Linked DNA regions of Mus musculus: all the other regions are linked to region 1. Evidence: chromatin contacts called from public ChIA-PET and HiChIP or PLAC-seq data. All regions are on one chromosome and are shown on one strand. Each heading gives the region's core, a stretch centred on a gene start, on an enhancer-like site or on the middle of the called end of the contact. The rest is flanking DNA. Distances are from core to core; before and after follow the strand shown.

Evidence for each region. ChIA-PET counts read pairs in DNA pulled down with a chosen protein or histone mark. HiChIP or PLAC-seq counts read pairs in DNA pulled down with a chosen protein or histone mark.
Region 2: a contact with region 1 is called in an RNA polymerase II ChIA-PET map of effector CD8 T cells, with 23 read pairs. The contact joins two enhancer-like sites. A contact is called at or near these places in 10 of 484 Hi-C or Micro-C datasets (B cells, CD4 T cells, CD8 T cells and 7 more) and 4 of 115 datasets of contacts at active chromatin or transcription factors (CD8 T cells, bone marrow-derived macrophages, effector CD8 T cells and 1 more).
Region 3: an H3K27ac HiChIP or PLAC-seq map of regulatory T cell precursor shows a contact between it and region 1, with 5 times the contacts expected there. The contact joins two enhancer-like sites. A contact is called at or near these places in 4 of 484 Hi-C or Micro-C datasets (bone marrow-derived macrophages, embryonic fibroblasts, erythroblasts and 1 more) and 9 of 115 datasets of contacts at active chromatin or transcription factors (CD8 T cells, Th17 cells, bone marrow-derived macrophages and 5 more).

Annotation. Positions count from the first base shown.
Region 1 is chr10:118,082,557-118,085,256 of GRCm38.p6, reverse strand. No RefSeq gene overlaps it. Among named protein-coding and RNA genes, the nearest start is that of Mdm1, 58 kb to the left of the region's middle. Within about 2 kb of position 1,411, at least 112 of the 459 cell types and tissues checked have an H3K27ac peak or open chromatin away from gene starts, as enhancers often do. A contact at or near this core is called in B cells, CD8 T cells, the G1E-ER4 cell line and 8 more, where this site is marked.
Region 2 is chr10:117,950,870-117,953,569 of GRCm38.p6, reverse strand. No RefSeq gene overlaps it. Among named protein-coding and RNA genes, the nearest start is that of 4933411E08Rik, 27 kb to the right of the region's middle. Within about 2 kb of position 1,284, at least 118 of the 459 cell types and tissues checked have an H3K27ac peak or open chromatin away from gene starts, as enhancers often do. A contact at or near this core is called in B cells, CD8 T cells, the G1E-ER4 cell line and 5 more, where this site is marked.
Region 3 is chr10:117,905,370-117,908,069 of GRCm38.p6, reverse strand. It overlaps Gm32605 (a long non-coding RNA gene), which reads right to left. Exons shown (of 6, transcript XR_872076.3): 6 at 1,909-2,700. Among named protein-coding and RNA genes, the nearest start is that of 4933411E08Rik, 19 kb to the left of the region's middle. Within about 2 kb of position 1,324, at least 233 of the 459 cell types and tissues checked have an H3K27ac peak or open chromatin away from gene starts, as enhancers often do. A contact at or near this core is called in CD8 T cells, Th17 cells, bone marrow-derived macrophages and 3 more, where this site is marked.

The sequences.
Region 1 (2,700 bases), core at 162-2,661:
GAATTGGCTTGCCACATACTTATGCCCACAAGACAGGGAGGGCCTGAAGCCAGACCACTGACTTCAGAGGAAATAGTTAAAGCAGGTCACCCTGGGTTCAGTAAGACGGGGGTGACATGGAGGGGGTTACCCTCTAAACCTCACCCAGGAGAAAGATGGGAACTGGTAAGCCTGTCCCTTTAAGATGAAAGAGTTGTAACTGGGGGGGAGGGGATTAAATGAATGATTCCCAGCGACACAGCTCATCATAAACAACCAAGCAAACATCAAGGCCCTTGCAATTATTCCCAGTGTTGGTTTAGTCTGGGACAGAAAGTTACACAGGGCCGGGCAGTGATGGCTTCATGCCTTTCATTCCAGCACTTAGGAGGCAGAGGCAGACGGAGTTCTGAGTTCGAGGCTAGCCTGGTCTACAGAGTGAGTTCCAGGACAGCCAAGGCTACACAGAGAAACCCTGTCTTGAAAAAAACAAAAAAACAAAAACAAAAAAAGAAAAAATGAGAAAGAAAGTTACACAGGTCTTTATTCTAAACAATGGATTATTTGATCTAATGCAAAATAGACTCTATTAACAACGTCATAAAGTGTATATGTGGAAGTTACCATCTTTATTATTATTATTATTATTATCATTATTTATAAGCCAATATTCTGCTTTCAATGTTTTCTTTCATCTGAGAATTTTAATGAAGAAGCAGAGAAAAGGCTTATGGAGAACACGACCCCTCACTTCTCATTTATAATTCAAAAGCGTAATCAGTCCGTGGGGACTTCTGATCTTCAACAGACCATAACAAAAATAATACATTTGAACTTTTTAAATTAAAAAATACTAATTCAGGGACCCACCTGAAGACACTTCAGTTATTCCCAAGTCACCTAGCAATATTCCACAGCACAGAAACGATCACAGATTTATCTGTGGCTCTGAAAAACGGCTTCCAGACGAGAAGAGGCAGCGGTCGGCTCGTAGGGTGCTTTATCCGAACCGCTAACACGGCTTGCAAACTTAAAGTACTTCTTGTACATGGAAGTATCTTTGAGATAGAAAACACTCCACATTCACTTTCAACAAGAGACTCCCACTGGGCTCCGAATGGAAGGATGGGTGACAAGACAGAGAGCTGCCATCAAACACCAGGTTGTTTTCCCTCTACCCAGGCTAACACCAAGGGTTGTCCATACGAGGAGAACATGTCTGAGAGAACAAGGAAGCTGATGTTAATCTGGTAAGTTAGCTGGTCATCCCTCAGCACTCCCATCTTTCTGTCACCGGCTTTGCCAGAGGTAAAATGTAATGTCAGAATGATTCTCTTTGCTGTATCATGTTCAACTTCCATAATGCTAACAGGGTGAGATGCGGTGAGCACACACTGAGTTTCCATCAGTGAGCACTTGCCAAGGGGCCCGTCGCCAGCTCTCATGCTGCTGTCAGATGTACAGGTGCAGCCTTAGGAGCGAGCTGTCTGGGTTTTTTTGGTTGGTTCGTTCGTTTTTTCTGTTGTTTTGGGGTTTTTTTTTTTGGTTGGTTGGTTGGTTCGTTCGTTTTTTCGAGACAGGGTTTCTCTGTATAGCCCTGGCTGTCCTGGAACTCACTTTGTAGACCAGGCTGGCCTCGAACTCAGAAATCCGCCTGCCCCTGCCTCCCAAGTGCTGGAATTAAAAGCGTGCGTCACCACCGCCCGACATTAGCGAGCTGTCTGAATTCACACCCCAGCCCATCCCCTACTGCAGAAAGATCCAACGGGTTCCTCAGCTCCCTCAGCCCTACCTGCCTCTTCTACAGTAGCTAAGCAATCACCTCCACCACCACCATCATAACAGGGTCACTCAAACTTTTTTCCCACAGGTAAAGTAGTTAATGCTTTGGTATCTGGACCTCAGAAGACACACATTTAGCTCAACATGGAATTCCTTAAGCCCAGAGTTGAGTATCAAGCTGTAGCCAAACAGAGCCATGTTAAAGAGGAAACTGTTCTACCAGGGTCACAGGGAGGGGCACACTGTACACAGGGACAGGATGTGGTTTTCTGTTATGAGGCATGAAGTTCACGATGGGGAGAGGTCATCCGAGGCTTCTGAAGAAGGTGGGGACTGGGTCATGGGAGGCCCAGTAGGTCATGGTGATGCAACTAGTTTCTGTAAGTCAAATTTCATAAACCAGGTCTATAAAGTACTTTATAGTTGTATGTCATGAGGTGTTCCTTGATGGACCTCAAAATAGCAGCTTCCTTCTGGGTTGGGTTTAGAAATATCTTAAATCTCATCCTTTCTTAATGCTCTGTGTGTGCGTGTTTATATTCTGTAGGCTCTGTGAATCTCTGCATATAGAGTCTTGTGCGTGTTGGCTCAGCCTGAGAGACTTAGAGTCGACTGTAGAGCATCATTGGGATTGACTGGGAGTCTGGAGGAGAGTTGGCTAGGTCTTCGTCCAAATTGCAAGCTGGACAGTTTGGCTTAGGAGACTCTCTCACTCCAGCCACAGAGATGGCTTTTTAACGAGGATGCTGAAGAGCAGAGGTGAGATGCTAGTGGTCCAGCAGAGAGGAGACAGAGTAGACTCAAAAGGAGAGGTCACGGGGTGTCACTGATAACAAGCAAAGCGAAGGAGGCGATCCTCTAGCATGGCACCTTGCGTTCTTGCATGGGCCAAAACGGTAAGAAGGTAACTCATTCCAAAGGTAAAACGAATCCAGTAAA
Region 2 (2,700 bases), core at 35-2,534, 130 kb after region 1:
AACGTGGAGGAAACGACTGGCAGGCAATCAGAGCTTGCTACTCCCATAGAGGGTGTACACACACACACACACACACACACACACACCTGCACTCCCCCTCTCTCCTTAGCGTGCTCAAAAACCACCTTAGTTAGAAACCAAAGTCACAAAGGTGGTGAAGGTTGAGATCCAGGTACTTCTAAGAAGTCAGTGCTCCTGGCTTACTGCTCCTGGCTTTACCTTTGTACAAACTGGGAAGATCTTTACCCAGAGAAACAGCTTTTTGCATAACAAACCGCAGCTCAGCTCCGGTCCCACCCAGCCATCCTTCTGACAGCGCCAGAGAGAGAGGCAGGCATGCAAGGTCTCCCTGAGAAAACAAGGCCGTGTTACGACACTGCTTGTTTTCCACGCACTTTTTAAAGTCGCTGGATCATGGGGAACATATTTCCCTGGAGTTTTATAACATTTTAACTCAGTTCCCTCTCCCGTTTCATCATAGGCTTCCTGTTGATGCTAAAGATAGTCATAAACAAATTCTGTGGTTGGTATCTCAAAAGGGAAACATGCAAAGTTCAAGAAGAATCTCTTCTTCCCCCCCATCCCCCACCCCTACCCTCACCCCTCACCCTCCCACCCCCACCCCCCCACACCCCTGAGAGTAGAAGAACTCTGTTTCCTATAATGCACTAGTCTGAACCTTTGAAGCAACCTTTGAAGAACAAATGGCCTCTACTTGAGAAAGGAAATTTTTTTCAAAGGAATTGGGCGGGTAGGTATGAGATCTGACTGCACTGCGGTGGGACAAGGTGGGCTCTGCTAGCGATCACTGAGCAAGAGTTTCAATATGGCTGAATTGCTTTTTTTTAATTTAATGACTAAAGTCACCATCATTGAGCTCTGGTGAGCATGTGTGTAATGTGTTTCTCGTGTAATTGCAACATCAGAAAGTTCCGACCATTTCATAAAAGGTTTCTTCCAGTCTGAGGGACAAATGGGACCTTTTCAAAGTCTATAAGAGTTTAATTAAGAGCCGGTCGTCGGTCATCGTGGTGTAGCGTAACGATGAGTGTCCTACCTGGGTTTGATGGCTAATGGGCCCTTCCCCTAACCACAGCCGAAGCTTAGCAGTTTTCACATTTATTAAAACACAGTCTCTAAAGCTCAGTTTGGTTACTCTCACTCCTTATGACCTTGGGAATGAAATTTCAGCAGAAACTCCTGAGGACATGATGAAAGTCCAGGGAGCCCAAAAGAAGCAGATCGCACCGGAAGTTACGTGGATCACCGGAAATAGCCGCGGAGGGGAAGCTCCCTGAGGTACAGGACGAGTCCCCAGGACAACGCTGCACTCAGGAAATAATTACCTTTTCCTGACGGGGCACCTCGGAGGTTTATCACCACTCACTCTCTTCGGTTCAAGGGCAGACTAACCGACTCCAGACAGCGGGCACTGCGGAGGAGACCTCTGTAGCCGCTTTCCCACCTGCAGTTAAAGTGCCTGAACCGTACCAGTCTGTGTGGTCCCAAAAAGCAACTGGGAAGGGACTCCTATCTCTCAGTCAAGGAGCTGCAGATTCCTTGGATCTCACAGGGGGACTTGAAAGATCCAGGAACTAGGCTCCAACTTTAAAACAACTGAACCGTTGGTTGCTTTGATGAGTGTTTTTGGTCAAAGGCATATGAAGTGTGGAGTTCTAGCAAGTGGCTAGCCCATGACTAAACATGTCAACATGTCAAATCGAATGACTAATTTCAGAATTAATTAGTGATGGCAAATGTGAAAGAAAAACATAACGTAGTAGGGGAAACATCAACCAGGGGCCTCTACCTGGCTTTCCAAACTGACCTCTAGAGTCAGTGCAACTTCAGAGACTGGCATGCCCACTTTCTTTTCTCTCCGCGTTCCCACCTCTGCTCATTGCTAAGGATCAAACGCAGGGCCAACCTACCACTAAATTACACCCCACACCCCTAGGCTCTCTCTACTTCATAGCTTTGCCGTTTTAGACAGCTTCTCGCTCTGTAGCCCCGACTGACCTAGAACTTGCTATGTAGACCAGGCTGGCCTTTAACTTGTAGCAACCCTGCTTCACGTGGGGCTGATATTACAGGTGTGTACCGCACGCCCTGCAATGTCAGTAGCATTTCAAAGACAGAAATTAACAAGCCAGTTCTGAAATTACACAAGAGAGCTGGGGCAACGGCTCCATTGAAGACCTGAGTTTGGATCCTCTGCACCCACGTCAAAAGCCGGGTATTGTGTGCGCCACAAGCCTCTGATCTCAGGGTGGGTGAGGTGGACAGAGAGGGATCCCTGCAACTCTCTGGCCAGCTCATCTTGTCAAATCAGGGAGCTCAGGCTCAGGAAGAAACCCCGTCTCAAAAGCTAAGGTGGAGAGTGATAGAGGAAGACACCACACAGACACACATCATATACTTACACACACACTCACACATTTACACACACATTCACATATGCACTCACGCACACAGTCTCTCACATTCACATACACATACATTCACACATACACACACACTCACATATACACTCATACGTACACCCATTCACACTCACAGTCATGCACACACACATACACACACTCATACACACACATACACACTCACATATACAGTCTTACACGCATTCACATATATACATAGATTCATATACGCAGTCACACATTCACATACATACACACATACATACACATTCACACA
Region 3 (2,700 bases), core at 75-2,574, 180 kb after region 1:
GGTTGTATTAATGGGTTATTAACTCGATGACTTGACTTCCCAATTTGAGAAAGAGGTCAGCTAGGTAGTTACACCTACTGATATGCCTTAGCAAAATTTCACTTACCTGAGAATATTACTATGAGCAGAGAATGTACGGATAAATGCATGTAAAACAAGAACAAATAAAAAAAAAATTGGGGCCGGGCGTGGTGGCGCATGCCTTTAATCCCAGCACATGGGAGGCAGAGGCAGGCAGATTTCTGAGTTCGAGGCCAGCCTGGTTTACAAATTGAGTGCCAGGACAGCCAGGGCTACACAGAGAAACCCTGTCTCGAAAAAAACAAAAATAAAGAATTTTTTTTGTGCCAGACTTTGGATAATTAAAGAAGGTATTTTAGTATTTTAGGATGACTACAAATCCATTGTTTTAGGGCTGTGGGATTTATTTTCTATTTTACACCTTATTGGCTTTTTTTTAATGATGCTATTTGTCTACTTTATTATAAGAGCCTGGATTTCACTAATTAATTATTTTTAATATATAGATCAGGTTAGCCTTTGAATAGTCTGTGTAGACTGTAATGACCTTCAACTCCTGATTCTCCTGCCTCTGCCTCCCAAGGATTATGTGTGAACTACTATGCCTAGCGGGAGTCTTGCTTTATACAGTCAGATTTTTATACGTATTAAATTATTAATTTTAGACTGTACATATTATATGAGAAAAAAATCCAGTAACACTGGCAAATTGAAAAGAAAAGTTCCAGAAATAAAAAAGATTTCCCTTTTGGATCTTTTGGATTTTGTGATATGTATGTATGTATATATATATATATATATATATATATATATATATGTATGTATGTATGTATGTATATATATATACACACACACACCACACCCACATTATATATATATATGCATATATATACACACATATGAATACACATACATATATGTGTGTGTATACATATACATATATCCCATCACCAGATTTGGTCCTAGCGTAGATACACATACCTGAAAAGTCTAGTATGTGGACTCACCCTCTCTTTCACCCTAGCGTCCCTGATTGTCAAGAATCCTTTGGGAAATAAATATTAGGTGTCGTTTGGACTTGGCAGTTATACCTCATTCTCAAAGATTTTCAACTCGTTTTGAAAATTGGATATCCTTGGGTGTTTACAAGACGTAGATTTAGAATCTTAAAGTCCTTTCCTTACCCCGCTAAAGACTCCTTTCCTACCAACCGCCTTCTGACTGACATTAACATACTGGAGTCTAACCAACTTCAAAGATTGTAAAAACAGCTATGACGTCTGGTGTTTGTGGAGTCCTTTCCACGTCCCTCCAGTCAGGCAACATGTGACTATACCAGGAAGCTTCCCACCCACACACAGCCCTGAGTGACTCTGTCCAGAAAGTGGATGCTTTAACCAAGAACCTCTCCAGCCCCATCTGTTTCAGAAAGCCCTGAAATTCGGATCTAGGACCCCACCCTCTCTGATCTGTCCCTCATCCTGGGGCAGTCTCCAGCCTCTACTCTGGTCCACCCGTCTCACCTCAGATCCACTCGGCTGATCCACAGGCCTGCCCTAGGCTCTCTAACAACAGCAAAACAACTGACTTGCACCGAATACTTTGGGAGTTGGGTCACAGGAGGGTGGAGGACCACAGTGGGACTGAGGGGCTGCGGGCAGGCTGGTCCTCCCATTGGCTCAGCCCTCTCCTCCTCCCCAGCCCCACGCGCTTGAAGTTCCTGCCAAATCGCTGCCTTTGTCTCAGAAACATTCCGCCCACACCCCAAACCCTCAGGAGCTCTCTTCTGCTCTCCAAACTCTCGGGGTATTTTTCAAAGTAAATACATTTCCCATTCTGAGAAGGATTCTGGTGCCAACTTTAATAAGAAAACATTCCTCGGCCTTATCACGTACGATGCACCAATTTAATCACGATTTTCTTTTTTAAATGTTAGAGCGTCCAACGTTCGAATAGACAGCAGGAGGTTTCCATGTATTTTAGAGCTCGGGAAGCCTAACTCTTACCAAAAATAAAATCATTTAAAAACAAAGGGGGAACCCACAGGCAGAAGTGCCCGGCGCGGGGGAGGGGCGGGGGCGGACGGCTAACAGCTGGTTTTCAGCGCTGGTTCCTAAGTGGAGCTTTAGAGAGGAGTTACTTGTCATCAGAGCTTCCAAAGTCAAGTTACATAAAACAGAACACTCCCTTTTACTTTCTAGACACCCACTGTGGTCGCAGCGAACTGCGAACTGCGACCCAGCGCGAGGAGACGCAGAGGATGCACGCCCTTCGTTTGTGCGGGGATCACCAAGTCCTCTGGTCCTCTCTTAATTGAGGGATTGGCACACCCGAGATGACATCACAAATTCCTTGAATTTTCCTTAGAAACAGCCACTGCCCTGTCACTTAGGATGGACTGTGAGAAGTCCTTTTCTGAAGGAAATACATCTATCTGGAAGCCACTAAATTGCATCTAAATATAGATTAGTTTACTGAGCGAGCAGGAGCCAGTGCCTCTGAGGTATTTTATTTCTGTGATATAATGAATTTCACAACTGAATGTGAATAAAGGAAAGTTGCCTCTCTCTCTCTCTCTCTCTCTCTCTCTCTCTCTCTCTCTCTCTTTCTGGAAATGTTTTGTGGAGATATTATGTCCCCACCACTACATGCTGGCTCAGTTGATAATGGCTATGTGAA